Linked DNA regions of Gossypium hirsutum: region 1 is linked to region 2. The links are chromatin contacts, called in public Hi-C maps. All regions are on one chromosome and are shown on one strand. Each heading gives the region's core, a stretch centred on a gene start, on an enhancer-like site or on the middle of the called end of the contact. The rest is flanking DNA. Distances are from core to core; before and after follow the strand shown. Region 1 holds the start of LOC121215342 (F-box/kelch-repeat protein At5g60570). Region 2 has its middle 5.3 kb from the start of LOC107950530.

Region 1 (4,912 bases), core at 1,899-4,398, 500 kb after region 2:
TTTTATTCTAATTTACTTTAATTGTGATTCGTTAAATGACTATTTTTATATGAATTTCATTATAATAAATTTCACCATATGGATTTTATATTAACATTTATGCAAGTAATATATTTAGAATATTACAAATAATTTCATTCGTGATTCATTATATGAATTTTACATTAATATTTATAGGGTTGAGTTTTAAAAAAATAAACAAGTTTAAAACATTTAGTATAAATAGATTTCATAAATAAAAATTTAATAGATTCCATAAACATATTTTCATCTATGTTTAATATAGAAAATTGTATATAATAATTTAATGCAATATTTTAATCAAATAAAATATTAAATTACAAAATATAAAAAATATAAAAAAATTCAAATTTATTTATAATATTAAACATAAAAGTAAATTTATACAAAAGTAAAAAATAATTTTAATATATTTTAATTGATACATATAACTAAATTTGTGCATTGTTGAGTAAGAAAAGTAATATACAATATTACAAAATTTTAGATCAAAGTTGATGTGGACATCTTTTATTAATGACACATGGACAAATTTTGTGTTAAATGATAGGTGTTAAAAGTAATATGTTTTAATCTCATTCTTAATGCGTTTTTGGGTGATTATTCTATGTTAATGGTGAATTTTATGCTCCTAATATTTTAAATTCATGTTTTTATACTTAGGAGAGCATTTGGGAGCAAAAGGAGCAAAAAACAAGTGAAAATCGAAAAATCGGAGTGAGTTATAGGAGGCACATAGGCTAACCCTTTCCACACGGCCTAGCCACACGGTCGTGTGAGCCACACAAGCTACCACACGGTCGTGTGAGCCATAGAAGCTGCCATATGTCCATTTGGCAGGTCATGTAAATTTCACAAATTTGGACCCTAAACTGCGAGAAAACACGATTTTTAAATTTTTCGGGTATTCTAAGACATATATATATGAAAAAAATATGAAGATAGGAGTGACCCACATAGAATATTCAAGGAAGCAACTCGAAAAACACCATTGAAACCCATTCTGTAGCAGATTTCCATCAAGATTAAAGACTCCCAGTTGATTTCTCAAGATATTGTAATGAGTTTTTTTATTTCTTTTGGATATACTGTCTTTAGGAAGTTTTTATTTGCAAGCATGAACTAATTTTCTAAATACCTTGGGAGATGAACCCTATGATGAATTCTGTCATTTGATTTTTATTTTACGCAATAAATACTTAGATCTTATTCTCAATTATCTGTGCTTAATTCTTACTTTAATATTTCTAGATTATTGATCTATGTTTGATGTGCTTAAATCAGAGAAGGAATAGACCCTATTTAAGAGTAGATCTAACGTAATTGAGTGGAGTTGCATACAATCCTAGAAATAAAACGACATAAATCTACCAGATTAGAGTCAAATCTAATAGGGGAATTCATAACTCAAGTTAATACGATAATAGGGGTTTTAATTAGAAAGAAATTTCAATTAATCAATCTAGAGTCAGTTGCTCTTACTCTCGAAAGAGATATTAGCATAATTTAGGAATTTCTACGGATCAAGACACTAAGTGAAGAAATTGTGTAATTTAGATTGATAGTGACAGATGAAGTCTAGGTGAATTCTTTCTTGGATATTGTTTCGCTTCTTGGTTGTTAATCATTTATTTTCCTGAATTATTCTTTGTTGTAATCGTAGTTAATTAATATAGTTAATTTTAGTTTTAATCCATCACTCGAATTTATCGATTAAATAATAGAAAGATAGTAATTACTAGTACTTCTAGTATTCGTAGGAACGATATCTTTGCTCACCTTAACTATATTATTAATTAATAGGTGCACTTAGACTTGTTCATGGGTTGAGCCACCTGGTCTGACCCGAAGTCCCGCCCGAAATGTGGGAGGGTTTGGGCAAAAATATAGGCTTGAAAAATGGGCTTGGCCAAAAAAATAAGGCTCGTTTAAAAAACGAGCCGGGCCTCGGGTAAGGCATTTTTGGACAAGGCCAGGCCCGACTCGAATTCACTAAAGGACAAAAAAATTATTTTTTTAAATATTATTTTCTCCCTATTTTGCTACCATTTTACTATTATGTTGCTGCTATTTTGTTGTTATTGTTTGGATATTGTATAAAACTTATTTTATTGTTAAATTTGTTATTATTTTAAAGACATTTGTTAATTTTGTTCTTATTTTAGAGGCATTTGCTTGTTAAGTTGCATCTATCTTAGTGTTATTTAAGTATACATATTTTTAAAATTTATTTTCAATTTATTGAGAAATATTTATTTTAATGTTTTTAGTATTTTTGATGTATTATATATATTTTAAATTATATAAAAATTAATATGGGCGGGCCGGGTCGAGCTCGAGTTTTAACATTTTTATCCGGGTTGGGCTTGGGCAAAATTTTAAGCCCGTTTTTCAAGCCGGGCCTAGCAAATGGACCTAAATTTTTAGTTGGGCCCAGCCCAAACCTAGCCCAGCCCGACCCATGCACACCTCTAGGTGCACTTGCCTTAGTCAAATTTTTAATTGATTTCGTGGACATCATTAAATTATTATATTTTTATATCAATTTTAAATAAATAAAATTTGAAATATTAAGTAAAATTTAAAAGGGTTAAATAATTTTATCTAAAGTTTTTAGGTAAGAAAATAAAAAATATATAAAAATTTTAAAAATATGAGAAGAAAATAAACCTAATAGGCTTTAAAAGTTCGTTCTCTTTTGTAATTTTATTTTCAAATTTTATATATTCTTTCAATAATTTTTTTTAGAAACCTTAAGTAACTATTCAATTTTTTCTCAAAAGATGCATGGATTAGTAAAATTTTTTATTTTTGAAAAATTATATATAAAGTTTATATATTATCTTTTGAATAATTTAAATTATAATGATAATTTTATACATTAAAAATTAATATATTATCTCATTATAAATTTAAAAACGTATCTCTTCAATATATAAAGTAAAAGATATATACCAACTATTGTATTAAAAGTATTTCAATTTCTTTATTTTTAACCTATCTATTTTATATTATTATTTTCAATTTGTTGTATATGTCATCAATTATTTAAAAAAAATTGAATATTTAAACTAAAAATAAACTATATTTTAATTAATATATGTAATACATGGTCCGCCACTAGGTTAATGATATGGGAGATTATTATTGAGAGGAGTAATTACTTTTTCCAATAAAAAAAATCTCTCTCTAGCGTTCAGAGAGAAAGTGAAAAATGATAAAAATCCTCTTCACATAATTATATTTATAAATATTTTACTATATATGGGAATATGGTTCCTAAGCTTAAAATAAGGGAGAGAGAGAATTTGGGGGGTAATCGAAGCTGTAGAGTAATGCGAATTAGGGGTTTTGTTTTTTTTTCTTTCCTTTGAATTTTTTCTCACAGATCGGTTTTCGTGGAAATTTCTGTGAGCGAAAGAATTTTGTCGGATTTTGATTCACTTAAGGTGAGGACTGATTATTCTTTGACTTCAATCTTAATTCGTTACATGTTAAGATTTGCTAGATTTTAGCTTCAGTTGTAGAATTCATTTCATTTCTTGTTTTATTTTTCAAATACGTTGTTTCCTTTTTATTTTCTTGTTGAATTTTTCTGGGCTTTGTATGTTTCTGATATGATTTTTTCCCTAGAATCAAGTAAAAATTGCATGTTGGATTATCAGATATCTTGAGTTTATAATTAAGTGTAAGAGTGGATGACAAGAACAAATGGAGAGTTATAACAGTAACTACTAACCGTCAACAATTTTCAAGACATTTCAGAAATTTAGCAGATAATTATCATATTTAACACACATATCCTATCCATTGGCGATGACATGCCACTGATTAGAACTTAAGGCTCCCCATCTTGAAGGTCTCCAGTTCCATTTTTGGGATGGCATGCCTCCTATTTTTGCCACATCGTGTGTAAAAAACAAAGAAAAACTTGAAAATCTCTACGTGGTGCTATAAGTTTTCCATGTGTCCATTTTGACCTTTCAAATAAAGAAATTTATCTTTCACTTTTTAGGTGTCTAATAAAAGTAAATGATTCTTTTCTATTAGAGTAAGAGTTGTGGAAAAAAATTTGTTCATGGGGTCAGTTCCTCCAAGGATTGAAGCACTGTTTACATTTGGAAGCAGGAAATGAATAGTCAGCGCTGCGTTTAGATGGGAAAGTGTTGTTTTATATGATGAAGTGTTGTTTTAAAAGTTGTTATTCATATGTCTGTCCTGCTTCTTTTGAATAAAAAAGGGACATTAATGGGCTGAAGCTTTGATTTGAGTTAGTCTTAGGCAATATTGCTTGCGTTCTTGATACTGCTTTCATGCAGATTTTGTTGCAACATCTACTCGTTTTTGGTTTTCCTGGGTATATTCGTATCAATGGCAGTGCAATCTCAGGCTTTTGATCTTTTTATGAGTCTATATGATCTGTTAATTTGCCCATAGGAAGATGATACTGAAGTGATGCATTGTTAATTTATTGAACCATACTGTGTTGTCAAGGTGTGCCTATGCTTTTGCGCCTTAGCTTCAGACAACCAAAGGACCTCAGACCCTTTTGGGCGAGGCACATTTGATTAGGCGCTCGCCTAGTGTGCGTAGGCGTGCTTTTTTGTAAGGCGATGGGCATATAAAATCCGCCTAATTGAAGTTCTCTTTAATTGCTTTTGTTTTCAACTTTTTCATTAGATGTACCTTTACTTGTAAGAAATGGGATATTATCAAAACTCTATTTTGTAATATTTGTGTATTGAACAGCAGACATGGAACCAATAGGAACTTTTGCATATTGGCCAACAATAAAAAAGTTCCTTGTTTTGTAGATAAATTGGATAAAAGTGTTTTATCATAATTATATTGCTTAGCCTTACATATACACACCACATATACATATATGCAT
Region 2 (5,325 bases), core at 1,359-3,858:
TATTGTATAATACAACTCCAAATTTTTCTAGTTTGAAAGTCTTTGGTTGTCTTGCCTATGCTACCTCACCTAACTATTGTGATAAAATTTCTCCTAAGGCCATTCCGTCTGTGTTTATGGGTTACTCTCTTGTGCAGAAAGGTTACTTATTGTTCAATCTTGAAACAAAAACTTTCTTTGTTAATCGTGATGTTGTTTTTCATGAGACAGTGTTTCCTTTTACTTTTCCTACCAAACACTTTTTGCCTTTCCCTGTCACTGATAGCTTTATTTTTCTTCAACTTGAACCTTCGCCTTCTATTCCTATTCCTTCATCTTCACCTAGTTTACCCGTATCTTCTTCTTCCCATCCAGTACCCTCGACACCTACTGTTACCTCTTTACGTCGCAGTACACGGTCTGTCAAGCCACCTACTTGGATGAAGGATTATGTCTGCTCCAACCAATCTTTCACTTCTTGTGCCATAGGTTTGTTTCCCATTTCTCATGTTTACTCCTCATTGCATTTGCTTGTTCATACTCAATTGTTTACAACCTATATTTCTTCTTTGATTGAGCCTCAAACCTATGCTGAGGCCATCTCGAATCCAAGATGGGTCGATGCGATGCAATAGGATATTTAAGCTTTGGAGGCCAATGGTATGTGAGAGGTTATTCCTTTACCTGCTGGTGCAGTTCCCATTGGTTGCAAGTGGGTTTATAAAACCAAGCATAACTCTGATGGTTTGGTGGAACGTTTTAAAGCCCGGCTGGTTGGGAAATGATATAATCAACAGGCTGGTGTTGATTTTCAGGAGAATTTTTCCCTTGTAGTTAAACATGTCACTGTTAGGATTGTTGTTAGCATGGCAGCCATTCATGATTGGCCTATTTTTTAAATGGATGTTTACAACGCATTTTTACAATGCGACTTGTGTGAAGAGGTCTATATGGAACTTTCAGATAGTTTTCGTAGCCAGGGGGAGTCTCAAGTGTGTCATCTGTGTAAGTCACTGTATGGTTTGAAGCATGCCTCTCGATAATGGAATTTAAAGCTCACTGATGCCTTAACGCAAGGAGGCTATGTGCAAAGCAAGTATGATTATTCCTTGTTCACAAAAAGGAACGGGGGTAACATAATCATCTTAGTCATTTATGTTGAAGATCTGTTAATTACAGAGAGTAGCATTAGTATGATAAATGAACTAAAATAGATTCTGCACCAAAATTTTAAGATGAAAGATTTAGGTACGTTGAAGTACTTTCTTAGAATAGAGGTGATGAGATCGAGCGAAGGAATTGTGTTGAACTAACAAAAGTATGCTTTGGAGTTGTTAGCAGATCTGGGATTAGGAGAAGCGAAATCAATGTGTACACCTCTTGAATAGAATCAAAAACTTACCTCGGTTGAATATGATGAATTCGTACAAACAAAGGTTGATAGGGATGACTTAATCGCGGATGTTGCAGTATATCAATGACTTTTGGGAAGGTTGCTATAGCTGACCAATACGCGACCCGACATAATGTTTGCAGTTCAACACTTGATCCAGTTCATACACAAACCAAAAAAATCACATTTGGAGGCTGTTTTTCGGGTGGTATGATACATAAGGAAAAATCCTGGCCAAGGTATTCTATTATCTGCAGCTAGTAAACCGCAGCTCATTGCCTTTTGTGATTCTGATTGGGCTTCATGTCCCATGTCTAGGCGGTCAGTGACTGGTTTCTGTGTTAAACTTGGAGAGTCTCTCATTTCATAGAAGTAAAAAAAAACAAACCACTGTTTCTCGATCGTCAGCAGAAGCTGAGTATATAAGTATGGCAGTAGTAGTAGCATAAGTTATTTGGTTGAATGGTTTATTAAAAGAAATCAGTCTTAGCCAGCCTGATAAGTCTATGATTTTTTCAAATAGTAAGGCAGCTCTACAAATTGCAGCCAACCCTGTCTTTCATGAACGAACTAAGCATATAGAAATTGACTGTCATTTTGTCCAAGATAAAATTAAAGAAGGATTGATTCAGATGCAGCATGTTGGAACAACTGAACAACTTGCGGATTTAATGACAAAAGCTTTAGGAATTAAGTAGCGTGAATATTTAGTATCCAAGTTGGGGGTTAAAGATATATATCAACCCTGAACTTGAGGGGGAGTGTTGAGAAGGAAAATAGTTAGCTGGGTAGTTAGAGTTAGTTTTATGCAAGTTAGTTTGTTAGTTAGCAGAGTCTATAAATGTAGAATGTACTGTTAGTATTTGATAGAGATGAAGGAATTCTTGATCATTTTAACACTAATGATATTGTTTGTTTATTGGCAAGCAGTTTCTATGCAATTAGGGGTTTTTGCTAGTTACTATGAGATTGCAGAAAAGGAGAAACATGATCAAGAGTAGAAAATTCAGTTATTAGAGGAAGTGTTAGAGGCCCTGAAGTAGCATCTATAGACGAACAGTCATGCAAACATGGATCAGTTGGAGGTTTCGTTATTGTAGAAGGAAAAGAAGTCTATGGTCTTGTAGTTGCAAAATTTGAATAAATAATTATATGTAGATAAAGTTAAAAAGGATGGCTTGTTAGAGTTGATTGTGAACATTGGCGCTGGGTGTCGTGATTGGATATTAATCCATGTCCAATTGAAGGATGGCCCATTCCAGTTGTTCTATCCTATTTAGGAGGGTTATAAATCCCACTGTAGAGGAAGTTCAAAACGCACGCACGTAAAATAATTGTAGCTCATAAGGTTGCTGACGTTACTTCCCCGATTGTTGCTCCGAGTTTTGAGTCAAATGTTGTAGTTGGCCGTGTGACAACTTCTACCATTGAAAATGAATTTATTGATGATTGGTTTCGATTTTAAATTATATTTGATGTTTTTTGTGAACAATTGTTAAGTTTTTCTACTGTGGAGGGACAATTTACCCTTGGAGGATTGGTGTATGGATTTCAAGGATTCATGGCCCTTTGAGGGCTTTTTCTTTTTATTTATATGAAAGATAATTTTGTTGCTCTGGAAAAGCTTTATGTAGTGTTTTTTTGGATGTTTTGCATTCCTAGTATTTCTTACGAGCTTGTTTATTAGGGTAGTTAGTCTACAGGAACCATGTTGTAGTACTTGCAATACTTGATATTGAGTTAAGGTATTTGCTTCAAGAGTTCTTGAGACTTGACATTGAAGAATGAGTTTTATTTCCTTCATATTGATGTAGCTAGATTGGGAAAGAACTTTGATCCAAGGGTCTTCGAGACTTGATCTAGGATAAATTATTATACTTCAATATCCTTTTAGACTTCATCTTGAAGAATGTATTTAGCCTCCTTTTTGTTAAACAAGATAGGAGAGTAACATTTTTCATAACTAATGTTGACATTCTTTAGAATTTCTTTGATTTCTACAATATTTTTGGAGATTTTGATGAAAACTTTTAGTCTTTAAAAATATTCTATCCAAGCTTTTATTTATGAACTTTTGGACTTCTGAACTTGTAATGCTATCTTGAACGTTTTGGAGGTAACCCTTTGATTGTCAATTGGTCAAGTAAAAGAGTTTTTATACAATATAGCCTCTTCATATGAGTGCCCTACAAGGACTAAACTCTTTTATTTATTATTTATCTCATAATTAATTTAATTTATTATAAATATAATAATAATTTAATATTGTAACTTTTTATTTAATTACTTATCTCTTAATTAATTGGAGAAAAATAATAATGACATACTATGCTACTTCATCATTTTTCACATATGGCAACTTGTGCTTGAAACATGGCGCGTTGTAATTTGTTCAAAAAATTTCTTCATTTACAAGATTGTTTAGTATTTTAATTTTGCCATTATAAAAGAAATATTTAAGTTGCTATTAGCTCCAATAACCTTTTAGCCTAATAGCGAAAGTATTAAATTGTAGGCATGAAAGCTTGCGTTTAATCTTAACCAACTTCCTACCCCAATTATTAAAAAAAAAGTTGTTAGTATTTAGATTTGGTAACTAAACTTCATTTTTTCTTAATTTGGTACATTGGTTTTTATGTCCAATTTGATACCTAAACTTGATATTTTTTTTCTTAATTTGTTACGTAAGCTTTTTTTGGATCCAAATTGGTACATAAACTTTTCAAACATTATACAAAGTAGCCAAATATACTAATAGTATTATATAAAAAACAATTAATGTATGAACAACATGTAGCAAATGACATGTGTCGAAACCATTTGTTAATTTTTGGAAAAAAACAAAAATTTAGTTGTCGACTTAAAAAAATAAAAATTGGAAGTTGCCACCAATCTTTTATTAAGGTGTGATTGGATCACCAAAAAAACGACTTTGGTCTACGAATATCAGAAAAACGGATTCGGAAGTCAGTTACGTACGAGGAAGGATTAGCACCCTCGTAACGCCCAAAAGTTGGTACCAAATTGATTAATTAATGTCTTAAAGTCGAGAGTTAAAAAAATGCGATCCTTAATTAAATTAAATTATTTATTAAGACTTTCGCATTTTGAAAAAAGAAAAATATCACAACCAATGCGTTAGGGCACAACATTTTATTCTCTTCAAGATGAGTTAGTCCAAAAAAATCGTGTAATAAAATTTAAGAAAATATCTAATTGTTTAAAATTTATGAAGAAATCGCAGCCCAATACGTTAGGACACAATTTCCTAAAACCCCAAACATTCAATATTTCCTTTATTATTTAAAAAAAAAATCTTTTTCTCGAGAAATCAACGTGTCACATCCAATACGTTAGGACACAACACATTGAATTCCCGATGACAAGTTTTATTTTGTTTGATTAAAGAAAAATCCTTGATTGTTAGATTTTACGAAGAAAATCGAAACCCAATACGTTAGGGCTCAATTTTCTTGAAAATCCTAAATACGAGTATTATCTTTATTTTGAAAATTTTCTATTTTTAAATTCGAGTAAAAGATGATGTAATGTTATAATGTATGTATAAATATCGTGATAACAAATACAATAGTAATAAATACAACAATGGCATAGAAATTATATAAATAAATAAATAAATAAATAAAAATAAATCAATAACATGCAAAGCATCAAATAAACGAGCAAAATAAAAAAAACATGCTTTAAAATATAAATGAAAACATAAATTGATAAACAAAAGAAGGAAATGAACAAAACACATAAAAACTAAAAGGTATGTAATACATTCATTGGAATTATGAGGAATAAAAAAAAAACAAACACATGATCTACATATAAAATTTTGAATTATAAAATTTATATAAATAAAATATAATGCATTTATGAAAATAAAGAAAAATATATAAATATACATTTATAAATTTTAAAATATATGTATTAAAAATATAAGT

Evidence for each region. Hi-C and Micro-C count contacts between places; a contact is called where the count stands out from the background.
Region 1: a contact with region 2 is called in a Hi-C map of leaf, with 2.7 times the contacts expected there. The contact joins the promoter of LOC121215342 here to the enhancer-like site in region 2. A contact is called at or near these places in 3 of 34 Hi-C or Micro-C datasets (all in leaf).

The regions. Positions count from the first base shown.
Region 1 is chrD03:9,914,587-9,919,498 of Gossypium_hirsutum_v2.1, forward strand. LOC121215342 (F-box/kelch-repeat protein At5g60570) reads left to right here and starts at 3,149. Exons shown (of 2, transcript XM_041089729.1): 1 at 3,149-3,470.
Region 2 is chrD03:9,412,938-9,418,262 of Gossypium_hirsutum_v2.1, forward strand. No RefSeq gene overlaps it. Among protein-coding and RNA genes, the nearest start is that of LOC107950530, 5.3 kb to the left of the region's middle. Within about 2 kb of position 2,609, at least 5 of the 9 cell types and tissues checked have an H3K27ac peak or open chromatin away from gene starts, as enhancers often do. A contact at or near this core is called in leaf, where this site is marked.